2 separate regions of the Hordeum vulgare genome follow, and region 1 is linked to region 2. Evidence: chromatin contacts called from public Hi-C data. All regions are on one chromosome and are shown on one strand. Each heading gives the region's core, a stretch centred on a gene start, on an enhancer-like site or on the middle of the called end of the contact. The rest is flanking DNA. Distances are from core to core; before and after follow the strand shown.

Evidence for each region. Hi-C and Micro-C count contacts between places; a contact is called where the count stands out from the background.
Region 1: a contact with region 2 is called in a Hi-C map of seedling, with 3 times the contacts expected there. The contact joins the enhancer-like site here to the promoter of LOC123448017 in region 2. A contact is called at or near these places in 1 of 6 Hi-C or Micro-C datasets (seedling) and 1 of 1 datasets of contacts at active chromatin or transcription factors (embryo).

What each region holds. Positions count from the first base shown.
Region 1 is chr4H:99,281,632-99,288,830 of MorexV3_pseudomolecules_assembly, forward strand. No RefSeq gene overlaps it. Among protein-coding and RNA genes, the nearest start is that of LOC123446194, 49 kb to the right of the region's middle. Within about 2 kb of position 1,345, at least 3 of the 3 cell types and tissues checked have open chromatin away from gene starts, as enhancers often do. A contact at or near this core is called in seedling, where this site is marked.
Region 2 is chr4H:98,960,236-98,967,441 of MorexV3_pseudomolecules_assembly, forward strand. It overlaps LOC123448017 (digalactosyldiacylglycerol synthase 1, chloroplastic-like), which reads right to left and starts at 4,118. Exons shown (of 8, transcript XM_045124777.1): 1 at 3,558-4,118; 2 at 2,475-2,507; 3 at 1,279-1,366; 4 at 691-1,172; 5 at 346-612; 6 at 1-200. The coding sequence starts at 3,983.

The sequences.
Region 1 (7,199 bases), core at 95-2,594, 320 kb after region 2:
TAAGGGGGAAGGTTTGTAATACCCCAAAAATCGGGTTATCGATTTTTGTGTTGTTATTCCTTCCTAGCTTTTTTCTCCCAAATTTTTCCTCTGGAATTTGGCAAATGACCAGGTGAATTCAGTCTACCCTCAACCTCTCAGTGCCTTTCCCATGTCCTTGTTCCAGCTTGCCCTTGTTAAGTAAACCCTAGACCTCTTTGAAACCCTAGCTCCGAAATATGGGAACTGGGAATCCTGCCTTTGTGTTTACAAAGGAGTCATCATTTCCCTTATTCTGTTAATCCTCCAAAAATTTCGAGAGATCATTATTTCCTTATAAATCCTAGATGTGAAAAAATATTGCCAAGTCCTATGCAATATTTCTCATCTAGAATTAATTCCTCTTTCTGCCTTTCTGAGGAATTAAATCCAAGAAAATATATATCCATCTCCCAAGGTCATGAAAACTTGTGGAGATATTCTTTGTGATTACATTGAGCTCCCATAAAATATTGGCCATTACTAAGTGGAGAAAATTGCCTTTTTCCTATTTAAAGCCAATATTACATTTTGAGGCCTTTCCAAAGGAACTACCATTCTGGAAGATAGGAAAAATCCCAAATAATTGGTGGAGCTTCTCATATCCATATATTCATCATTTCCATCAAAATATCAAGTCCCCCAATTCAAAAGTTGAGCACAACATCCCTTTGCAAATTCTCTCGAGATTTCCTGTTTGCAAAGGAAGTGCTTGATTCCTTGATTCCCTTGGGCTGAAACTTTGCAGGGTAGTTCATTATGATAAATTGCCCTTGTCCACCAAAATTTAGCCAATTCCCTCTAGCCAATCTTCCTCAGCAAATTATCCAAGTTTCTGTCCAGATTAGAGCACTCTGAAGGAAGTACCATTTATAACTATGCAAATGGTAGGAAACTTTTAAATTGACTCCATATGCCAAAATCATTGGTCTCCACCAAATTTGAGCCATTTTCATCTAGCCATTTGACCCAGGATCACCTTCGTCATTTCTGGTGTTATTGCCAAGTTACAAAGGAAGTACCCCTAGACTTATTCGTTTGTGTTGTATTTTGGCCAAGATACTCACTCTAGTGAATGGTCAACCTCAGCCAAAGATCAGGCAAAAAGGTGCACATCACAAACATCTTGATGTTGGCCTCTTGTTGAGCAAGGAGATGTCACACCAGAGCTGTAGTGTAGTGTTTGATGGGTCAGCTCATCTCAGTGAAGTATGGAGAAGACCCTGTACATGGTTTGGCAGCAAGTGGAGCATGGCAATGCTGTGGCCAGGTGATGACCACGGGCAAAGCAGCCAAATCGGCGCCCTGTGCATTGGAGTGACGGGAGCACATCTCCACCAAGCTCCAGCCTGTCCAGGCGTGTCGTGGTGGTTCCCATGGCATGCGTGAACCCTCCAGAGCCCTCTCCCACTCGTCTCCTTGCTCCTGGAGGTGTCTGCCGACCGGAATCTCGCTATGGCTCTCGAAGCTCCGTCCGTCGTCGTCTAGCCCCTCCCCTCGGCTATAAATAGCATGCCCCGAGGCCCTGCCGTCGACCAGCAAGCCCCAACCCCTCCCTTAAGCCCTCGGAGCTCCCCATTGCCATCAATGGCTGCGCCGGCCGCCATCAACCCCCGCGGCAATTCTAGCTCCATAGCCCTCCCCCTCTCCTCTGTCCTCGGAGAGACCTTCCCCTAGCTGCTTATGAGCCGCCGCCATATCCATTTCCGTCGGGGACGCCCTGCAGGCGCGGCCCCCTGCAGCTCCCCGTCCGCCGCGATCCGGTCCATGGCGGTGGCGTTGTGGTCCACCTCAGGTGACCCCGCGGCCACCCTCGGGCGCAGTGAGGGGTGGCGGTTCTCCGCGCTCGTCGGTCGGCCCTCCCAGGCGGCGAGGTGACGGCAGCCGCAGCGGCCGGTGCTCTCCTCTGCCACCAGCGCTAGGAAGAAGAAGCTAGGAGGAGAAAAAGGAATAGGGCGGGACCCACCTCCTCGCGGGCCCTGCATATCAGCCAAAGAAGGCCTTAACCCGGTCGCTGAGGTTGATAAGTGGAGACGTATTCCCTGGGGTACGCTTTCTCGTCAGTGAACGCGTATTCCCAGGAATACGCTTTCTGTTTAAACTCCGCCGGGTGAATCTTTTATTTACTGGACGTTCGTCAGTTAGCATCCGAAATGAACACATTTTTATTTGTTTCTCTGCCTAACAAACGAATGGCCATAACTTTGCAACCGTAACTCTGATTGAGGTAAAACCAGCGCCCACACTTTTGTCTAGTCGAGCCCGTTTCGAGAGTACCATTTTCATTATGCATCCTCACAGTAGAAATGATTGTTTTGCCCTTACCCTCTGATCGAGCCCTTTGAGAGAGAACCCTTCCGGCAAACCCTTCCGTGAGATGGTCGCGCTTCTTCCCGCCGTATTCATCGACCCCCAAGCAAGCCAACCTCTTACCATGAGCTTCAGACTTGCGTGATGACTTTGCTTGCACCCTGTGTGTGATCTGTTAGTCTACATCTGCATACATATGTAATGACATCAGTAATCGCTACTAGCATGACTTTTCATCTAATGCCATGTCTTGTTTACATATTACCATACTAATAATAAGATTGTTAATAACATTGGCATGTTAGTACTTGGGTTTGATGTCATACCATAATTATCAGCACAATTGTTTAGCACTTATATTTGTCAAGGTAATGGTAAGGTGATGGATAAGTTGAGTTGGGTTAACAAATGCAACCTAGCTGGTTGATCTTGAGTCACCTGTCCGGGCTTACCCGTGCAACCACATTTGCTCGTATGGGACAGCCTTGACTTGGTCTGATTACGTGCTCTTTCACTGGTACCTCCAAAGAAGGGTTATGCACGCGCGCTACCCTGATCAGGTAGGCGGTGATAACCCTGTGAGCCAGTTGAGATGTTTTGTGTCGGCGTCCCCGTTTGGGACAATTTAGTTTGGCCACGACGGTGGCAGGTGTCATGAGGACATATGGCCACCCAGGGTACGACTCCGGGGGAGGATGAATGTCAGAGGTACGATGGAAGAGTCATGGGTCAGGCAAGTTTCGTTGGAGCAACACTGGTCCACCCGAATGGGATCACGAGGTTAGTGCTCGAGTGTGCGTAAAGTGTGCAAGCTCTAGAGAGTGTAATCTATTCGAATAGCCGCGTCCATAGTATTGGACAACCCGTCCAGACCTCACTAGGTGGTCAACCATATCAATGATAACAATGATGGAAGAACTCATCTTGTGTGGACATCAGAGGATGTCAGGAATATTATATGTTAGCCAAGAGATGGCTATATGATGAGTGGTCGGATGCCCATAAGATTTGGATGGAATTTGGATCCATTCAGGTTGGATTATGAGTATGTCAAGAGTTGTGGGACAACCCAGAAGAGAGTAAGTAGACATTCGGCAACGGTAATGTGACGCCCTCGATTTAATCGTACGCTAATTATACATGCAAATGCGTACGATCAAACTCAAGGACTCATAGGAAGATATCACAACACAACTCTAGACACATATAAAATAATACAAGCTCCATATTACAAGCCAGGGCCTCGAGGGCTAGAATACAGAACCTCAATAAACACACGAGTCAGCGGAAGCAACAATATCTGAGTACAAACATAAAACATGGGGTGCCTTAGGGAAGGCTAGCACAAAAGAAACACGATCGAACGATGCGAGGCCTCCTGTCTGGGAACCTCCTAACTACTCCTATTCTTCAGCGGCCTCCATGAAGAAGACACCATCGGGGCGGCAGGCGTCGGCAGGAAAACTCCATCTCCTGGGCTCCATCATCTGGTCGCAGCAACGGATCAAGGGGACAAAGGGGGAGCAAAGCAACGGTGAGTACTCATCCAAAGTACTCGCAAGTCTTACATCAAAACTATGCTAAGTATGCAACAGTATCAAAGGAGGGGGGTTATATGTGGACTGGCTGCAGCAAAGCGAGAAAGAGAGAGAATGCCTAGTCATATCAAAGACTAGCATCTTCAGGGTCTTGTAGCAATAGACGAGAGTAGAATAGGTGTAACACAATTAATAGTCATATTGTTGCAGCAATATTAATATGAGGGCACGCCGAGAGATCCTCCCTCGACTCCCTCCGAGGAAGCAATCCCGGGGTAACTAAATCCAGTTAAGTAACAATTGTAGTTGTATAAGATCAGGGCACAACTCCAAGTCGTCCTGTAACCGTGGACACGGCTATTCAAATAGATAATTTCTTCCCTACAGGGGTGCACAACATATTTCCCGACACGCTCGATAACACTGTCGCCGGACACACTTTTCTGGGCCATGCCCGGCCTCGGAATATCGACAAGTCGCAGCCCCACCTAAGCTTAGCAGAGAGGCCAGCCCGCCGGTCTAACTCCTAAGCACAAAGGGGTCGTGGGCCCACTTACCCTCCGCGCTCCTGCATGATGCGAGGGCCGCCGATGTCAGTCCTAGCACCCCTTAATACAAGAGCGATCCATCTTGGGACCACTCGGGCGAGCGCCGCTACATCGCTGACGTCTGAAGAGCTTCGGCTGATACCGCGACGTCGAGTACCCATAATTCTTCCCACGCACACGGTTAGTGCGTAATAAGGCCTTCCCACCAACCCAGATCAAATACCCAAATCCATTATCATTTTAATTAGGCCATCGACACAATCTCGCGGGAATCCACCCGTCTAACAACTAATCACCAATGATCCCAGTAAACATGGTCGAGTAACTGTGTGGTTGTAACATCGGGAGGAATCCAAGGCATCACCCTCGTTGGATTCCGAATGGTGTATTCGTCAAGGTGGACTTAGAGGAATCACCCTCGGAGGTCCCACAATTGAGGGGTTGCACGACAGAAGCATCGTCGGAAATGGTGAAAGAGGAATCACCCTCGATAATCACGACCGATTAGCTTTACTAGAGAGATATCATCAGGAGTACTTAGCGAGGTGTCACCCTCGGTACCCGATAGTATCTCTGTAGCGTCGTACAACTAAGGGGGGTGTATGTGCTGGGTCGGGTCTGGCTCGTCGATCACGGATCGAGATTTGAAAGCAAAGCGGGGCAACTGGACTACGGGGTCAGAAGGGATGACTGCTCCACCTATACTAAGCAGATTTAAAGTACAGTACTGAAAGTAGCAGTTCATCAAAAACAGGCTATGCATCAAATATAGGAGCTAACTACAACAGTAGCAAAATACTAATGCAAGCATGAGGGAGAAAAACATAGTCGATATAGGGATGATCAAGGGGGGTTTGCTTGCCTTGTTGATCTGCGGCAAAAGGCTGGTCAGCAGGGTCGTAGATGTACCCGACAACAGCGTCATTCTCGGGGTCTACCGGTAAGAAGAGGGGAAAGAAACAATAAATAATAGCAACAGGTGCAACACTAAGCATGACATGGCAATATGCACACTAGGCATGAGCTAACGCAGCAACATCCGTCATAGACGGGTCAGAAAAATATCTGACGATATTTTCCGGATCTGGGGCTACTACCGGTCAAACAGAAAACGATGGAAAAGTTCCACGTTTGCTATGCTAGGGACGCATGACACACGAATGGACCGTGTATCCTCATTCGTCTCGTTCTGCTAATCAACTTTCATGTTGAAAGTATTTTCATCTCACTTACGGATTATTTTCTATTAATTTTTGAAGTTTTATTCAAATTTAGGAATTAAAAACAGATTTAATTAATTTGATTAAAAGCAATTATGACATCAGCATGATGTCATGCTGACATTAGCAGTTGACTGGTCAACTGACCAGTGGGTCCCATGCGTCATAGACTTAGTTTTTAATTAGGGTTAATTATTAATTAATCAAATTAATTTAATGGGGGGCCCACATGTCATACTCTAATTATTCTAATTACTTAATTATCCATTTAATTAATTAACAAATTAAATAAATAATATATCTAATTAATTAATTAATTAATAAGAAAATGTTTTTATTTTTATATTTTATTTTTATTATCATTTTTATTTAACAACGCATGGGGCCTCCCTGTAAGTGGGAGTGGGGGTTTGGCCCCACCGGTAAGTGGCATTAGCCACATAAACACAAAACACACATATAATGTATTCATACATAACATAATGTATTTTCCTATATACATGCATATATACGCAATACATACATACATACATTAATACATACATACATACATACATACACCTATACACTATTGTTTTTTTCTTTTCTATCTAACTCATCTCTCATCTCCAACCTCTCTGTTCCTCCTGCTAACATGCTCTCTCAACAGAGAGAGGAGGCAACACCACCTCCTCCTACAGGAACCTAACGACGTCGGATCGCGGCGGTGATCGTCGGAATGGAACCGGGATGGGGAATACGAAGGAAGGGGTGGGAGGAGCCCGAAAAAAGGGTGATGGAGATGACACCGACGATGGTGCGGCCGGTGGCGCGGTCGGCTGTTGGGGCCGGATAGGAGGCCGGCGAGGAGAGGGGCTCGAAGGGGCCGGCGCGTGGGCGCCGGAGGCCGGCGAGGGGAGGCCAGAGGGGGGCGCCGCGGGAGGAGGTGCGGGGGGCGATGGGGGGGCGGCGCGTGGATCTGAAGGGTGGTGGGGAGGCAGGGCTCCGACCGACAGGGGTGACGGAGGGGTGAGGGGCGATCCATGAAGGGCGAGGTGGATCTGGGAGGGAGTGGAGGTCTCGGCCTTGATGAGGGGAGGGCTCGCCAGAGTGGGGTGGGATCCGGGGGCCGGCGCATGAGGCGAGGTGGAGTGGTGGGAGGCGACGGGGATCCAGGGGCTCGCGGGATGGTGTCATGGGAGAGGGAGGGAATAGGGGCTCGTGGAGCCACGGGGCGATGGGAGCTCCAGGGGAGAGGAGCGACATGGGAGGAGAGGCGCAGGCGCGGGAGAGGTGGCGCAGGGGGGCTCTCGTGCGGTGGTTGAGTGCCGGGAGAGGGAGAATCGTGGGAGGCACAGGGCGAGCGATAGGTGGGGAGGCGCTGGGATGCGCGGTAGGTGGGGAACTGACGAGGGGCTCGTCCCCTCGTCCTAGCGGCGCGGGTGGGGGAGTGGGACAAGCGCTGGGGGCGCTTAGGGTTGCCCTGGTGGGAGTGGGCCGGCCAGGCTGGGCCGAGGCCCAAGGGAGAGGGGGGTTGTTTCCTTTTTTATTATTTATTATTTTACTTTATTTTAACAGTTATGTTT
Region 2 (7,206 bases), core at 2,868-5,367:
AGCAAATCTATAAGTTCTCTGTAACCTTTGGCCCAGACCATCTTCCCCAGAAAATAAGCTCCTTTGGACATGGACTGCTGGCCAGATTCCCTCTCTGCTGCTATTCTCTCCCCAACCTCCAGAAACTTGGGATTAACACCATGTACATTGCAGATCATGGATCTGGCTACATCTTGAGTAGCCCCTGATAGTCGTAAAACCTACACATATCGATACAATCAGCTCAGTAAGGAAAAACAACCTAGCACATAGCTATTGGATGTAATTATATATGAAGGAGAATTCACAGTGTGTGCACTTGAACATCGCAATAAACACAGTAGTCATAGTACAATGCATAATTACCTTATGGCAATAAGCTCTGGCAACAAGGTTGTTAATGTGCTTGACAAAAAAAGCTTGAATAGCACCATTCTTCTCTCTCTTGATATACTCTAAGTAATTTGTATGCACAACACCAACAACATGATTAAATTTATCAGTCCAACGCTTTCCATGATGGTACCAGTTCAGGTGCTCAGGTTCTTCCAGAATTGCAATGTCGGCTTCCTTTGATGGTATAAATTGTGAAGTGTCCCCAGCAGGAATTATACTTCTCCTTTCTTTCTGAAACTGCAGCCAGGGTAAATAAATGATTAGACAACTAAAATACATAGCGTTTGACATTATGGAATAAAAAAGAAACCCTACCTTTCCAGGGTAAAATGATATTCTGAAGTCGGTTTTAAATCCAACTCTTTCCTCCAGCCAATCCCTTATATAAGATTCTTGGTCTTCTGGAGAACTAAAAGTCATATTATTGGGATAGACGAGCTCTTGGTCTGACTTGCAAAGCCAGGGCACCATCAAGGTTACATATTGCTTGGAAGATTTAGCCAAGTATGCAGCTCGAAACAAAGGATTCACAGCTGTTCCCGTCATCCAAGGAAGACTGGCGGTAGTGACTATGGCAACATGTCTCTTGTCAGCTACGTCATATTTTTGCCCATCATCCCAAAACCCACCTTCATAATGATGCCCTGTACTTTGAAGGACGCTAGCTATTCTTAGGTCAAGTTCATCACAAGTATTGTCATTTCTGAAGGAAGATGATTCACTAGTTGACAAAGGATCATATACAAAATGGTCCTTGCGCTTGCTGCATAGAGACTCCACCAACTTGTCACACACATCTATTCCACACGAGAAGAAGAAAATCAGTACGGCACAAGCTCACACACATATATTCCAATATTCTGCAGACCTTAGATTTTGTTAAACTAAAATAGGGCCCCTTACCTCTTTTTATACCAAGTTGGTCAAACAATGGTCCAGATTGCTTTAGAAAATATGCAAGGAGTTCGTTTAAATCCAGTGGTGGTACTTCCTGCACTAGATCAATATATATTAAGAAATGCATAAAGCATAAAGGGGTAGCTAATCCCTGGACATGCATGCAACATGCATGCAAATGTGTTAATATATACATGCTTCACATGCGAATGATGCTAAATCATGCAGTTAGAAGGAGCTTGATTGTGGGGCATGGTGCATAGGGCCAAACAAGGCCCATGAAACTGATGTGTTTCAGTATGCATTGATGTATTACACTGTTACTTTCCTCCTCATCTACATGATTACATCTAGTATAAAAGTACTCTTCTAGTAGAATTAAGTAGACCATGCGGTTACAAGAAAAACAAGTCGATCTCATGAGCCATAATGCTGAAGAATAATCTTCCTGGTGGGACAAAGAGATGCCAAGAAGAGGCCATGACGTTAACACTCGAGAAGACATAGATTCTATGGCACTATTGGCACCTGGCACGCATCCACATTGAAGAACGTATGCATGCGGGAGGATGGAAGAAAGCAGTTCTATAATCAACATTATTTAGTTTGATGAAAACTGGGTTCTGCTGTGGAAACTAGGTTTCTTGTGTCTTTTCATTCTTTCGGTCTGGCGTGGCAATGGGCCGACACACCTACTTCCAGAAATACTGACTAGATTATGTTCCCTACATCAAAAGGTGAAATCGATTTATTGTCAATGCCAAAAAAGCTGAAAATTAGTAGATTGACAGGGTAACACCCCTATACAGCTATGCGTCCCTGCAAAGCTGAAAAAAAGGCATATCCCTACAACATGCAGCCACCCCGTGCCTAACATGTGGGTCAAGAGGCATATAATGGTTTACAATATTTTGTAAGGCATAATACGAGGATTGTACAGCCTTATTTGACCTTCATTCTGAAAACAAGATAATGCTGCCAACTCCAATATTTAGTAGTTTACAGGAGGAATGAAGCGAATGAACTCAAGGCAGCAATTATCACAATTAGTTTTGCTCTTCAAAAACACTCTTGCAGTTGTAGGTATTGCAAAGTATTCATGCAGAAAAGTTAACTGACCCTGATAAACAGAAACTAGCATATGCACAAAAAAGTGATGCCCTAATGCACAATGCAACAGAATATGAAACCAGACGAGTAACCTCAGATGCTTCAGGTGCAAAGCTCATCGATTTCTGCAATAAGAATCACAATTGTACATCGTGTTAGTGCACTCACATATATGTACTCAATGAGAAATGGTATTGTAGAAGATTTGGTATAGCAGGCTGCAACATGTAAATCACAGAACAAGTTTAATTAAGGTTCATGCACTGCAAGCGAACTGGAGTTATGCAACTTTGCAAATAATATATGTAAAATTTTCAACTGCTGATTTTTGCGAGCAAAACTTGATGCATTTGATAAATGACTCACACCACACAACATGTGAGTTATTATCCTGAGATGATTCTCATGCCCTGGACTTCCCGTAAAGGTTCCATTATTTACACATATTCTAACATGGAACCCCAAAAATTGCATGGGCTCAAGGCACCAACAGAGAGCATCTTCATTAACTTCTGGCATGCAGTTTTCTTACAAAGTAGCCTTAGATTATTTTGACTAGTAAGTAGATGATTTATTTTTCTTGCCAGGAAGTAGATGGTATTTGAATTCATTGTGTCCAGATTAACTAATACCAGGCAAGGAACGGAACTAAATTAAAGTCACCCCCTAGCTATATTATCCTTACACACTCAAACCTCTTGCGATTTTTACACCTCACATTTTAAGCCTACGAGCACAGCAATGAACAAAAACAACCAATTTCATTTTCATATCAGCCAATCTAGAGGATGAATTGTCGACAACTCAACTCAAACATGACGGATCGCAACGCTCAATGCTTCCCCTCTAAATCATGAACATACAACTTGATCAAAGCAGAACACAAAATTTGCTCGATTTCCTCAACATCAAGCTAAATTTTCAGAATCGAATTGCCCCAACAACAATTCAGAATTGAAAAAGTCCAGAGTAAGATCGAACATATGTGCACGGTCTACTATTAGTGACCCAACTCAATTTGATGAACTTGACCCAAGAATAGCTAGCGTCCGGTCCTTCAATTGGTGAGGCTGCAGTTTATTTACTTGTGAAGGCAACCCAAACGGGGAGGCTGCAGTTTATTTATTCACTCGTGCACGAACGACGGGGGAATTGGTGAGGGTTTGGGAGCTTACCAGGCTGAGCTTGACCTTGTGGAGCACGTCGCTGGCCTGGTCCTGGCGCTTCCGGTCGAGGTCCCTGAGGCGCGCCTTGACGGCCCGTATGGGCTCCCACTCGGCGGCGTCCTCGTCCTCCCACCTCCAGCCAGTCTTGGCCCCCCACCCCCTCCCGACCTCGGCCTCGAACGCCTTTCCTATCGCCGAGAGGTCGAGGCGAGTCTTCCCGATCCCCGAGGCGGAGCCGGAGGAGGAGGTGGTGTTGTAGGCCTTGCGGAGGCGCGCGAAGAGGTCGGGCTCCGGGACCGGCGCGCTGAGGAAGGTCTCGAGCTCCCCGGCCCGCGCGCGGATGAGGCGCAGGTCCTCCCGCAGGCTCCGGGAGAGGAAGGAGAGCGCCCCCTCCCCCGCCGCGGCGGGGCGCGTGTCGACGCCGAAGCTAGCCATATGGCTCTGCTGCGTCCGGGCTCTAGGGTTTTGGTGCCGGTGGTGGTGGTGGTGGCGGTCTGGCGGAGGCGGTGGTGTGAGGTGGGGCGGAAGGATGGGGGGGAGGGGAGAAGGAAGGGGAGGAGGAGATTTCGCGTGGCCCGGCGGCGTGGACCCGGTCTAGTGGAGGAGTGGCAACGCAAGTGCAGACGAGGTTGCGCGGCTACGCTTGTGCCATCTGCGGGGCGGGAAGCCGACCGCTCAGATCGACCTGGCAGGAGATCCACGGTGCTGAATTTTCCAACCTCTTTTCTCCTAATTACCACGTCGGCGCACGTACAAGTGTACAGCCGAACCGTACTTGTACTTGGTGCGCCTGTTTATTTTTTTATCATTTTTGAACATCATACCAACGCCCATACACACTTAGTTTTATTAGCACAAAGATATGGAATTGCCTCCAACTTAGATTGTTAAGAATCTCCATATCTCCCCACCCTAAATATGTACATGAAATCACCAAATTATGTAGTACTTATTTCTTTCCTATGTACTCCCTCCATAAAGTAATGTCTAGTGGTCTAAAAAGTCTCACACAATACTTTCTCTACCCGTAAATACTTGTCGGAGAAATGAAGATAAGTAAGAAACATATCGAACACAGTTCATTACTGAACCGGGAAAAACAAGAAGGAAAAAAACAGACTGAATTATGCAGTTCTTGCAATGTAATTCGACTTCAGTTTGAAAATAAAATACTACGTACAGGACTTGTCCACAACCAGCAAAAGAAAGACACGCAAGCACACAAACGCCGGATGCATGCGGCATTGCGGTGCAAAAACCAGATAAACACGAAGAGAGACCAAGGGTGAAAGCAACGCTAACCGTAGCTTGGCACGGCAGCACTCCAGCTCCAGTCGGCAAACCGAAAGCAACGGCCGTGCTCTTCTTGGCAGACAGACGTCGAGCAAACGGCACCTGCGACAAAAGGGATCGGAATCCATCGGGTACATTCCGCGGATCAGGAGAACTCCATGACGGGTGAGTTCACGGTCAGTATTTCCTCCGAGGATGCAGCTGGAAGGCCCTCCTTGCCTTGCCTTGGGCCTTGGCTGCCAGCCACCGGTTGCCCGTTCATCCATCGTCTGTCGGCACCGGTGTAGCAAGTGTCTGGCACAGGGAAGAGCTGCTCCGACAGCCACAAGATGCTCGTGGCTGGACGTGAAAAATGCAGTGACACTTCCCATTTCTCCTGCTAGTTTCCCAACCAGGTTGCACTTGTTCTGTCTCTTGCTACCAGCAATGCCCGGCTCGGCACTCCGTCGCGCCCATGTGTCGCATGCGAGATGGACGTTTTGCGTGCGTCAACGCGAGGGTTACATCGGCTCGGTAAACTGAAGCCGTAGCATGAGGCACAGTTTCCACCGTGAGAGAATGCCAGAACTCTGAAGCTCCATTTCTTAGATTCATCGTCTCCATCTGCCTGTCGGCACCGGTGTAGCAAGTGTCTGGTACAGGGAAGAGCTGCTCCGCCAGCCACAAAATACTCGTAGTTGTACATGAAAAGGCAGTGATGCTTCCACTTCTCCGAAAGGCTTCCGCTACCTGTTTGAGTTTACAGACAAGGTGCTCAGTTTAGTGATCTGATGAGTAACTCCCAAATGCGCAGCACAAGGAAAAATCTCCAGCAGCTGCTGCCTCTTTAATTAAACACTAGTAAGCGAAAGACTCGGAATTTCAGAAAAAGAAAAAGAACACACGGTCCTACCTTACAATCTGATCAAAAGGCAGCAACTCAGCATGCATTAGTAATCCACAAGACTGAGACAGGCCGCTACCGCCATGTGCAAAAGAACGAATAGGGTATCCTGACAAAGTTTATAATGGTCTCAAAGTTTCCATCCTATAAATTCCTACATCCATGACATGGTGAGCACAGCAATCAGCCATCAGGTCAAACCACATTCCGATGTTTGGTTTGGCACTGGTATCTGGATGCTTCAGAAGAATTTGGAAAATTCTATATATGGAATCCAATAAAAAATTAGAATTTATTTATTTATTGACTTTCTAAATTTACTACTGTTCAGTCCAGCAGAACAGCACTTCCGATCCAACCAGGGATTTTATAAAATTTTGCACAAAATTCTATCCACAGGTTTTTCACGGGTAACAGACAATAGATCAGTACAGTTTCAAATACCTCAAACTAACACAGAATTTAGAAATCATTTTACATGCATTATGTGCAAAGACATCTCTTAAACGAAATTAAACCACATTTTAAATATAACAGAGTGCCAGAGCTTAGCCGATTCTAGAGTCTTGCAAATCAACTTCCCCGTCAGACTTGAATATTTCTCTCATTTGCCACTCCATTGTCTAGCAAAGAAGCTTCCTTTTTCATTAACCTTTCCTATCCTGCTCATCTATCAAATACCAATAAACAAAAGACAAATAAGGCACAGAGATGTAGAATTAGCACTATAATTATAGTGTAAATCACAATTAAGACTACATAATTAACAATCACAGTTCCTTAATTTAACCGCTATGGCTCCTAACAATACCCACTTAAGTCAACAAAACCGGAATCCTGAAAAAGAATTGATTCATGCCTTTCATGCTTCACAAATGATGTCAAGCTGGACTACTGATAACTGAATGGCACCGTACAACCAGGCAAGTACAATCCCTCCTTACCCAACCGCGATTTTTCAAAAAGTACAAGTATTATCTATCAATTGGTATTTATACACAAGATCATGAAGTGAATAAAGCATGTGCAACACTAGAATACATTATGTGAAAATAAAACCACTTCTCAATTCTTAGATAATCTGTCCATGATATACAAGCAGCGAACACAGTGTGGACTTAAAACTATCAATTAATGAGATATGACGGTAAAGTAATAAAAATGCTGATATTGTCCACATAATTTCATAAGAATGAACAATAAATATGTATGGACAGAACTGTGATGATATTATTGTTCTCAAAGACATGCCTATCCATAAAACTCGCAGGTTTGGTACAACAATGTATAAAGCTATGCAGTACAAGAAATAGCTTTCCATCAATGTACCAGATGCAGACACAATCACATTCTCCCCTGGATCTCCGGGAAACAACGTATTGCCTTCTCAAGGGCACTCGTGCAACTAGTACAAGGCGTCCTGCCGGGAGCGGCAGCTCCGATCCTCACCGTGCAGACAGTATGATTATTCTCAGCACCTAT